2 separate regions of the Sus scrofa genome follow, and region 2 is linked to region 1. A link is a contact called in public HiChIP or PLAC-seq data. All regions are on one chromosome and are shown on one strand. The core of a region is the stretch at or near the end of the contact, and the rest is flanking DNA. Distances in the headings are between cores, read along the strand shown. Region 1 holds the start of PSAP (prosaposin). Region 2 holds the start of NUDT13 (nucleoside diphosphate-linked moiety X motif 13).

The links. HiChIP or PLAC-seq counts read pairs in DNA pulled down with a chosen protein or histone mark.
Region 2: a contact with region 1 is called in an H3K27ac HiChIP or PLAC-seq map of alveolar macrophages. The contact joins the promoter of NUDT13 here to the promoter of PSAP in region 1. A contact is called at or near these places in 1 of 47 Hi-C or Micro-C datasets (skeletal muscle) and 1 of 2 datasets of contacts at active chromatin or transcription factors (alveolar macrophages).

Annotation. Positions count from the first base shown.
Region 1 is chr14:74,766,936-74,772,004 of Sscrofa11.1, reverse strand. PSAP (prosaposin) reads left to right here and starts at 2,437. Exons shown (of 14, transcript NM_001198919.1): 1 at 2,437-2,494. The coding sequence starts at 2,455.
Region 2 is chr14:75,915,484-75,920,552 of Sscrofa11.1, reverse strand. It overlaps NUDT13 (nucleoside diphosphate-linked moiety X motif 13), which reads right to left and starts at 2,497. Exons shown (of 12, transcript XM_021074324.1): 1 at 2,135-2,497. It overlaps P4HA1 (prolyl 4-hydroxylase subunit alpha 1), which reads left to right and starts at 1,651. Exons shown (of 15, transcript NM_001097435.1): 1 at 1,651-1,731.

The DNA of each region.
Region 1 (5,069 bases), core at 1,188-3,687:
CTGATGGCAAGTCCAAACTTCAGCTCACAGCTTGGAGTCCTTCCTGTAACCTCTGCGTGGGCTGCTCTGCCTCCTCAGCAAGGAGCTCAGGGACCAGGCTGTGTCCTCGAACCCCACCTGCCTTGCATTTATCTGGCTGTTGGGGTGATCATGTTGTTCCTAGACTTAGGAAACCTGCAGATGGGGGCAGCCAGGCAGCCTCCATCTCACCACTGAAGCCAACCAGTGAGGCATCTAGTTTAGACCAACCCTTGCCCCTTTACTCAGCTCTTTCACATCACCCACCGTAATGCACACTTCCCCGTTGAGCTCCCCAGTGGGAAGTAAGAGCTGCAGTGCAGGGGTGGTGGAGAGGAGTGTGTGTGTGTGTGTATAAGCCGAGGAGCGTGTGCCAAGGCCTCTGTCTGCTGGCTGCCCCTAAGAGAGGATTATAGATCGTCACAGATGGGGGGGACCCTGGGTTTGCCCCTCCTTGGTTTAGTGTAACCTTGGATAAATGTCCTTCCCATTTCAGGCATCAATTTCCCAATTGGTACAATGATGGAATGAGACTAAGTGAGCTTTAAGGGCCTGCCCTAAAAGGCTGAGATTTCCTTCCCTTGGGCTTATAGGTATCTGTCCCTTAGGGGAAGGTGGGGTCTGGGTCAGAGCAGAAGTAGAGGTGAGCGGTTTTGTGGGCCACCCAGGCCTTTCTTATTCTGGAATAAGGTGAGGATTGAGGGCTAGAAAGGATTGAGACTGCTTCCTTCTCCAACAAGGCCCTTGGCTGATTTTTTAGCCTGGTTCTCAAATGTGGGCTTCCCTTCTAGTTCCCATCTCCAGTGGCTGAGGCACTTCCTGTCCTCTCCCATCTTGCTCCTCAATCCCTTTCTTCTACTCCAATTCTGGGACAATTAATGGTAGGGCTTTGGGAGGGGCTGTGTTTGTTGGGAAGGGGACAATTTCCCTTCCTTTCTTTGGTTCTTTTTGGTTGGTCAAATAATTAAAATGATATAAGACAGATTAACAGGGGAAAGTCAAATTCAATTTCACATGTGTGGGAACTGCACAAGCATGTGAGGGTCAGAGACAGGTAAAATGGTATATACACCATCCTGAGTTAAGAAAGGGGGTGGGGGAGTTCCCGACGTAGCTCAGTGGAAATGCATCTGACTAGTATCCATGAGGACGCAGGTTTGATCCCTGGCCTCTCTCAGTGTGTTAAGGCTCTGGGGTTGCTGTGAGCTGTGGTATAGGTCGCAGATGCGGTTCTGATTTGGCGTTGCTGTGGCTATGATGTAGACGGCAGCTATAGCTCTGATTCAACCCCTAGCCTGGGAACCTCCATATGCCGCCCGGGCGGGGGTGGGAGGGTGGGGAGAGAAAGAAATGAGATAGGGATCTGAGCTTCCCAAGGACAGGAAGGTCATTTACAGGATGTGTAGTAATCAGGTATCTGCTCTGCCATATAGATGGGTCCACTTTTTTGGGGGGGGGTCTTTTTAGGACCAAACGTGAGGCATATGGAAGTCCCCAGGCTAGGGTTGAATCAGAGCTGCAGCTGCGGGCCCTAGGACACAGCTCAGGGCAACACCAGATACTTGACCCCACTGAGTGAGGCCAGAGATGGGCCCTACCTCACCTCATGATTACTAGTCAGGTTAATAACCTGCTGAGCCACAATGGGAACTCCTAGATAGAGCCACTTAGATAAAATTCATCTCTGTTTACTCATTTTCTGGGGAAATTTCCCAATATACATTCTTCCACGTGGTTAAGGGAGGAGGCAGTAATTTCCCTTGAGCCCACAGGGTCCAAAAAGTGCAGAAGTTTCCACGTGCCTAGGTAGCACATTTCAGAGACCTGTTCCGAAACCCTACATACCTAATATTGTTACCTGTCTGGGGCGGGGGGCGGGGGGGACTGTGCATATAAAATATTAAAGAGGGAAAATCGGGGCCCAGAATGAAGCTATACGCAGGCACAGCCATGTAAATATTTAAGAGAGCGTGGGTCAGGCAGTGAGTCTGAGCACTGTGAGAGTTCAGAAAAAGTAGTTAATCCTTTTGAGTGTGGATTCTCACCTAAAAAATGGTGCTATAGAAAATGGTATGTTACAGAAGAAATAGGAGGCTTGAAAGATATTTTATATACATAATCCCCAAGGGAGACTTATTGATTTATGTGTTCTTTTTTGACGACTTCTCCCTTCCTTTCAGTTCCTTTACCCTTTTTCCTCCCATTCTCCTTCAAAACTCCTTTCAGCCTCCGCCCTCCGTCTTCCTCCCCCTCCCGATCTTCCCCTGCGCAGGCGCCCTGTGAGGCGCTGAGTCAGGCTGTGGGCCGGCTCCCTACCCCACCCCCTGCAAAGCAGCTTGCGCCTGCGTGGTTGGGCGGCTTTAGGGCGGGGTAGGTTTATATTCGCAGAGGATCAGCTGACACCCTGCATTGCAGTGTGCGGAGTCAGGCGGCGTCATGTACACCTTGTTCCTCTTGGCTGGCCTTCTGGGCGCGGGTAAGCCCTGGGTCCCTCAGCCTTGGGAAGGGGGGTCTCCTACAGAACGATACCTCCCCATCCTGGGGAGCAGTCTGTACCGTTTCGCGCCCGGTACCGGTCGGCGCCGTTCTTCTGCTCCCCGTAGGGACTGGCGACCGGCACGCACTGCGCAGGCGCCTGCACAACGCTGGTACCTGCACTACGCGGAAGGGTTGCGGGAAGCCTGGGGGCGTTTGGGAGACTCGGCCTGGGGTCGCGAGGGTAGATGGGCAGGGTGGCAGGGTCAGGTAAGTAGCATCTACCTCAGGGCTTGAGTTGCCCCTTAGTTGGGCTTCCCGGGGCCTTCCTTTAAGCTGCCCGTCCAGCTGGTGGGATGACAGCTCCTGCAGCCCAGTTGTGCTTGTTCTGGGCGCAGGTGGTCGAGGTGTGCTGGAGGCTCAACCGGCTGGACCCACTTTGGCCCTTGACCTCATTTGCCCCAGTTTTTAAGCGTATTGAAGTTGCTGGAAGCACTTAGGTATGTCTTTTATGTGGGTGTTTATTTTTGCCTATGTGAGTACATATACTACAAGTTGAGATGATAACAGGGTTTTTGTAGTTCTTATGCGTTTGCGGTGGAGTCCTTTTTCATCTTGCACACCCATTAGCTGGTTTTAGCAGTGGCCTTTATTTTGGGGGAACATCTGAAGTATCTAAGATATTGTGCACAGGAGTATTCTTAACACCTGCTAATTGTCCTGAAATAGTACTGATGGTTGTTAAAAAAAAAATCACAGTTTATGAAGGCAACGCTTGGGAACCGGCAACCCTCCCTTACAGCAATTAGAAAAAGTCCTCAGTGCCCTCCGGATGAACCCCCACCCCCAACTCTTGCCTTCACATCCTAACCTCATTTAAATCATGGTAGAGGGAGGAGTTCCATCATGGCTCAGCGGTTAACGAACCTGACTAGCACCCATGAGGCATCGGGTTTGATCCCTGGTCCCCCTTAGTGGGTTAGGGATCCGGCTTTGCTGTGAACTGTGGTGTAGGTCCCAGACCCGGCTCTGATCCATCCAGCCTTGCTGTGGCTCTGGCGTAGGCCTGCGGCTACAGCTCGGATTGAACCCCTAGTCTGGGAACCTCCATATGCCGTGGCTGAGGCCCTAAACAAACAAACAAAAATTCACAGTAAAGGGAAAGGAGTGAGGTTGATGGATGTGGGCCCGTATTTTAATTTATTATAGACAGAGAGGATCCCAAGTCTGGGAGTTGTCAGGTAATAGTCCACTGAGGGATCTAAACCAGATCTTTAAGTCCAACCTCAATTTCTGTTTCTAGTTAAATGTAATTTAAGGACTAGCTTCCATTCTGACTCAGCAGCCATGTAAATTTTAATAGTAACAAAATGGATGAGAGAGTTGATCAAAGAAATAAGATGTTTATAGGTGAGGTAGACTGAAAGTGTTTTTCTAATGTTAGTTTTCATTCATTCCCATGAATGTGTCATAACCTTAAACCAAACCCTTAAACTTGGTTTACTTGTAGGTTATGAAAGGCAATCTGCTTATAAAGAAAGATTTTTTGCTTTATAGTCAGTGAAGAAACATTTTCTTGTTGGGGTTGGTAACTGCTTGTTGCCAACTGATTGAGAGAAATCTTTTGTTTTTAGAGTATCACTTTGTTCTTCTGGGCAATGAGTCACATCCTCACAAGACCCTGAAGAGTTCTGAATCACCCAAAAAGGACTCAATTGTTTCTTTAGAAATGTAAAGCCCTCTGGTGCCTATGGCAATGGCTAACCTGACTGTTAACCTAGACCCCCTCTTCCCTGAACAGTGTTAATTATGGCCTTGCTCTAACCTTGCTGCCCAGCCTTTAGGGTTATGCCGAGGTCATGCTCCTAATGCAGTGTGTGAATGCTTGCTTGCTTTGATGGCTCTGGCCCCAGTGTAGCTTTTTGGAAATGTTTTCCTAAATTTTTAATGTTGATATTGAGCTTGTTAATGAAGGTGCCTAGTGACTTCACTCAAAACCTGCTCCCTGAGAGCTTAGAACTTGCCATTCCCCACGGTACCAGAGAGCCATCGTGAACTTGAAAAGGCTTTATGCTTTGCGGTTTTTTTTTTTTTTTGGTCATTTCTAGAACTGCTCCTGTGGCATACGGAGGTTCCCAGGCCAGGGGTCTAATTGGAGCTGCAGCTGCCAGCCTACACCACAGCCACAGCAACGTGGGGTCCGAGCTGCGTCTGCAACCTACACCACAGTTCACAGCAACGCCAGATCCTTAACCCACTGAGCAGGGTCAGGGATCGAACCCACAACCTCATGGTTCCTAGTTGGATTCATTAACCACTGAGCCATGATGGGAACTCCGCTTTGTGTTTTAATGATATCCTCGTGGTAGAGACATTTGCCTTTGAGTTATCTTTCTACTCATCCAATTTCCCCTCCTTTTTCTCCACCTGAAAAAGAAATGGCAGTGAGAGCATTGGGAGTATTTCCTGTAACCTCTTGGGAGTGAAGACACTGAAGCCCCCAGAAATGACTCCCCCAATTTGTAGTGTAGTCCATTTACTGAGGAAGTCAGAATCAAAACTCATGACTCCTGACA
Region 2 (5,069 bases), core at 1,248-3,747, 1.1 Mb before region 1:
CTTGAGACAAAGATTTGAGGAAGAGATCTTTGCCTCCTGTGTCAAAGTGCTCCCTGCTGTTTGTTTAGACTAGTGGTTCTGAAACACTTGTTCTCATAATTGTTTCACACTCCTAAAAAGCACTGAGGACTCCAGAAAGCTTTTATGTGGATCATATCATATCTATCAACATTTGCTGTATTAGGAGTAAAACAAACATGCAAAATATTAATTCATTTAAAAACAATAAATAATAAATCTGTTACATGTTAATATAAATAACATTTTTTAATGAAAAATAACCATTTTTCAGAGCAAAAAGAATTTGGTGAGAAGAATGACATTTTACATTTCTGCAAATTTCTTTAGTATCTAGCCTAATAGAAGATTCTCATTCTTCTGCATGCAATCTGTTGCACTATCACAGGACATGTAGTCTCTGGAAAATTCCATTGTTTTTCGATTCAGTATGAAATAATTTTGCCCTGTGAACCTGGAGACCGCACTTTAAGAACTGCTGATTAGTGGGTCACTATATCACTATATTATGTTCCCTAGGGTTCTGAAAAGTACCCCCTCTTTGACTATTGCTGTATCTGTAATAATCAACCCCAACTCCTAGATAAGAGTTAAATGTTAACTATTGCTATGCTTTTTAGCATTCATGGAAAACTTTAGAAAAAACAATTTTTAATGATTACCAAGTCTGAGACAAGTCTTCTCTTTCACGGACACTTTCGCTTTCTTCCCTTTCTCCTTCATTGTCTGCTGCCTGATACTAAAGCTTTCTTTTAGGACGATAATGACTAAGACAAAGGTTGGACTATGACCAAACACAACACTGGATTCCTCACATGCTATAACACAATCTAATATTTACCAAACCCTTTCTGTGTGCTAGGCATGTGCTAAATGCTTTACGCACATTATTTAATTCTCATAACAATCCTAAGAGTTACCTAACGTCATTCGCATTTTGCAAAAGAGGAAGCTGAGATACAGAGAAGTTAATGCCCAGAGTTTTACGAGACTGAGCTGGGAAGTGAACCCAGAAAATTTCCAGAGCGTGCAGTGCACTATCTAGTGATAAAGTATAAAGATAAGCGATAGAGCGAGGTACATATGAGTGTAGGTGAAGGAAGGAGGTTCGTAAAGTAAAAAGCCTCAGGACCAAGACAGCTGAGATACCAAGACATGAGGTACGGTGTTATTTTCCACCCGATTCTTCTTTTCTGCCTTATTTTCTACTCCCATGTTCTTATTCTTATATTTAATATAGTTCCCTGCTGGGAGTTCCGACGTCCCAGCCTGAGGCTGATGGCGTAACCCAGGCGCTAAACAACCTGTTGAAAGGAGTGGGGCAAATCCGGAGTAACCACGGTAACAAGGGCGTGGCGAGGACCCTGCGCAGGCGCGCTACACCACACGCCCGCCCGCCGGCCCCTCCCCTCGGCTCCGGACTTCACCAGCTGGTGGGGAGTCTGGGGCGTGGGACGTGGGCAAAGGGTGGGGGCGAGGGCCTGGGCTGGGCGCCTGCGCAAACGCCTGGGCGCTGGTGTGATCGAGCTCACGTAGCGAGGGTTGCAGTTGCCTCCTCCCTAGCGCTGCCGTCGCGGCCTAGAGGTTATAAAAGGGCTAACTGGCTCCCTCTGCTGCCCAGTCAAGCCACCAGCGGGCTTAGAGAAGGGAGCCGGCTTGACTGAAGGCGGTCGAGGACTGGAGAACGCGCAGCCCTCCCCTGCCACTTCTCAGGTGAGACGCTTCTCCGACCTTGGAGAATGAGGATGAAGTCCTTGGGTAGTCGTTGGCTACTGAGGCTGAAGTTCTTGGGCAGCCGCGGCCCTTCTCGGATGGCTCTGGGGGGTCTGGTCCCTGCCCTCTCTGGTGGGATGGCTCGGGGGCAGGGGTTCCCTGGTTTACTACCGCAGTACCTTCTCCTCTGTACCTTCCCCAGGTCCAGCGCCCCGCGCCTCCTGGTTGTCCCAGAGGCCCTTCCGCCCTCCTCGGTGCTCCCCTTCCCACCTCCTCCCAGATTGGCGTCCCCGACTGTTGGGGCTGCGGCAGCCTCTGTCTCCGCCCCGGGAACCAGTACTTTCTTGAATATTCCTTCCCGAGGAGGGGTAACCCTGTTGATTTTCCCGAGCTCCACTCTTACCTGGTCCTCGCTTGCAAAGCTGACGGGTACGCGACGGTTTTCGGCCTCCAAATCAGCAGATGGTTAGCATGTGGCAGTGGAGAACTGATTTTAAAGCTTAGAGCTCACGCCGAAGCACTCGGGCGTTTTTACCCCGCGGAAGAGTTGTCGGGTCTAGGAAGCGGACATACCCGGGGAAGTTCAGGCTCATCTGTTGCGCGCAGCGGTGCAGCCCGAGCAGTTAGACGTAGCCCCGGGCGGCGAGTTTCGGGCGGCTGGGTAGGGAAGTCGGCTGTCAGATTCTCAGTCAACCGGGAAGCTAGTCTTCTTCCTTCCTTCTGCCACATAAAAATTTTAAAGGTACATGAGCTTCTCTCCCTCCCCACCCCCCTCTGCTCTTTCACAGCAGAATCTGATGCTTTTAAAAGTCCATCAGGAAATCGAATTCTGTGTTTGTGCGAGAACTTTGAGTTAAGCGAATGGCCCCCAGATGTATGTTTTAAGGGGGAGGAAGAGTGGTATCATAAGTATGAGACTATTTCTCCTCAGTCATCGAATGTATTAAATACAGTTCAGTTTTTAGACACTAACGTCTTTGGCGTTCCGACAGAGTGGAGAAGATTCTTGGAATTTTGCACTGTTTGCTTTAAGGGACGAAGAACCTAGATTTCCTTTTAGGAATTGATCTAAAAGGCCAACGAGGCTTGCCAGTTTCAACTTAACTGTTTCTTGTTTCTCTAAGAGCTGTGGCTCTTGGACTTTCCCTTGGAATGCACTCTGAAGGGATGAAATAGTCACTTCTGAGTGGGGGAAGGGAAAGACGTGGCAGCAGTGTTCTTTCATCAACTTTAGGCTCTTTTTTTTTTGATACAGGTTTTGGGAAGAAAGTATTTCCCCTTTTAGATTTAGATGTAGCTTATGAATGAGGCTAGTCTTTATCTAAAATAATAAGAAATATACTGTCCTTGTAGCTGGAACATTGGAATCTAATATATAAAACATTTTAAAGGGATTTTTCTCATCAAGTATCTATGAAAAAAATGGATACCTTAGGCAGGAAATATTTTAGCTGAAAGTCAATAACCTTGAGTATGTTTTGCCTTGATTTAAAATTTGAGTAGACATTCAGTGATTTTTGTTTAACTTTGACTTTTAGCCTGTGAATATAATTTCTAAATCTTAACTGTGAACTTCACATTTTACCTTTTCTTTCTGTGAGAAGTGTAGGTTTTGTCACTTACCTTTAAAAGTCATGTCAGTTTTGGTTTTGGAACATTATGCCTTCAGTCCCTTGGTAGCTGATAGCTGATGCCAAATGCTTCTTTGAGATTGAACTTAGTTACTAGGGAAAGGACTGCTTTGTGTCTTTAGGTGAATAATGCTATTTGATGTCTTTAAATGAGTTGTATTTTGAGGTACTGAAAGCCAGGGACTTTGGTAGGCAGATAATGGTGTTGACCATTTTGTATCTTGGAAACATGTAGTGAAAAAAACAGATGAAAGGCATTCCCTTTCAGTGCAGCAGGTTAAGAATCCAGTGTTATCACTGCAGTGGCTAAGGTTGCTGCTGTGGCATGGGTTCAGTCCCTGGCCCGGGAACTTCCACATATCATGGGCGTGGCCAAAAAACAGATTGAAAAAAATATGCAACACTTAATTACTGCAGAAAAATTTAGACAGTGTAAAATTCTACTAAAAAAATAAAGCATTAGGAAGTTCCCGTTGCGGCTCAGCTGTAATGAGCCCAGCTAGTATCCATGAGGATGCAGGTTTGATCCCTGGCCTCACTCAGTGGGTTAAGAATTCGGCATTGCTGTGAGCTATAGTGTAGGATGTGGATAAGGCTCAGATCCCCAGCTGCTGTGGCTGTGGTGTAGGCTGTCAGCTACAGCTCTGATTCAACCCCTAGCCTGGGAACTTCCATATGCCTCAGGTGGTACCGTAAGAGGCAAAAAAAAAAAAAAAAAAAAAAGAGAGAATTCATCTTACCAGGGTAGTCCAGGCTGTTACAAGCGAATCTTGGCTTTTTGGTAAGGAGATGTTGACCTTTTCTAATACTGCAGAGGGGGTTGTGTACTGGCAAGTATCTTTCACAGGGCAAATATATTCAAGCTCTTTTTTTTTTTTTTTTTTTTTTTTTTTTTTGCTTTTTAGGGCCACACCTGAGGCATATGGAAGTTCTCAGGCTAGTGGTTGAATTGGAGATACAGCTGCCAGCGTGCAGCACAGCCATAGCAATGTGGGATCCAAGCCTCATCTTCGACCTACACCATAGCTCGTGGCAACGCTGGATCCCTAACCCACTGAGCAAGGCCAGGGATCGAACCTGCCTCCTCGTGGATACTAGTCAGATTTGTTTCCGCTGCACCATGATGAGAACTCCTTAAGCTCCTCTTTTATTCCAGAGATGCAGCCATAAAGCTTGTGAGCCTTCACTTCTGTAGAAGTAATGCCTTATTTTACTTAGTAGTTATCAACTGGCATATACTTACATCGCTTAAATTTGAAAAGTGCCCCTGTGAGATTCATAGTAGCAATTCTAAACCTATTTTGAGGTCATGAGGTCCACGGAGAATCTGAAAGAAGGGGTGGACCCTGGGTGACTAAATTCTATGCAAGTACACACATATGTGTAGAATTTTAGTCATCAGTTACAGATACTCTCTCCCTCCAAAAGTGCATCTTTAAACTAAAACCCTAACCCTATGAGAACTAAAAAATAAAAGAGATACAGAGTTAATCTTTAAGGGCATATAGGTATCTTGATGCAGGATTTCTTGAGTATTTTTTGAAAGTTGGTCTGAGCTTGTAAGTCTGACTGGATTTGATTGTGTAGATGACCCAAATAAACTTTTGCTAAAAAGGGGTTTAACAAAAGTTTATAAGATAGTTGGAGAATTGTTGAATTACTAAATTGCCTAGGTAATCATATATCATATTGGCCTCCCCTGACCCC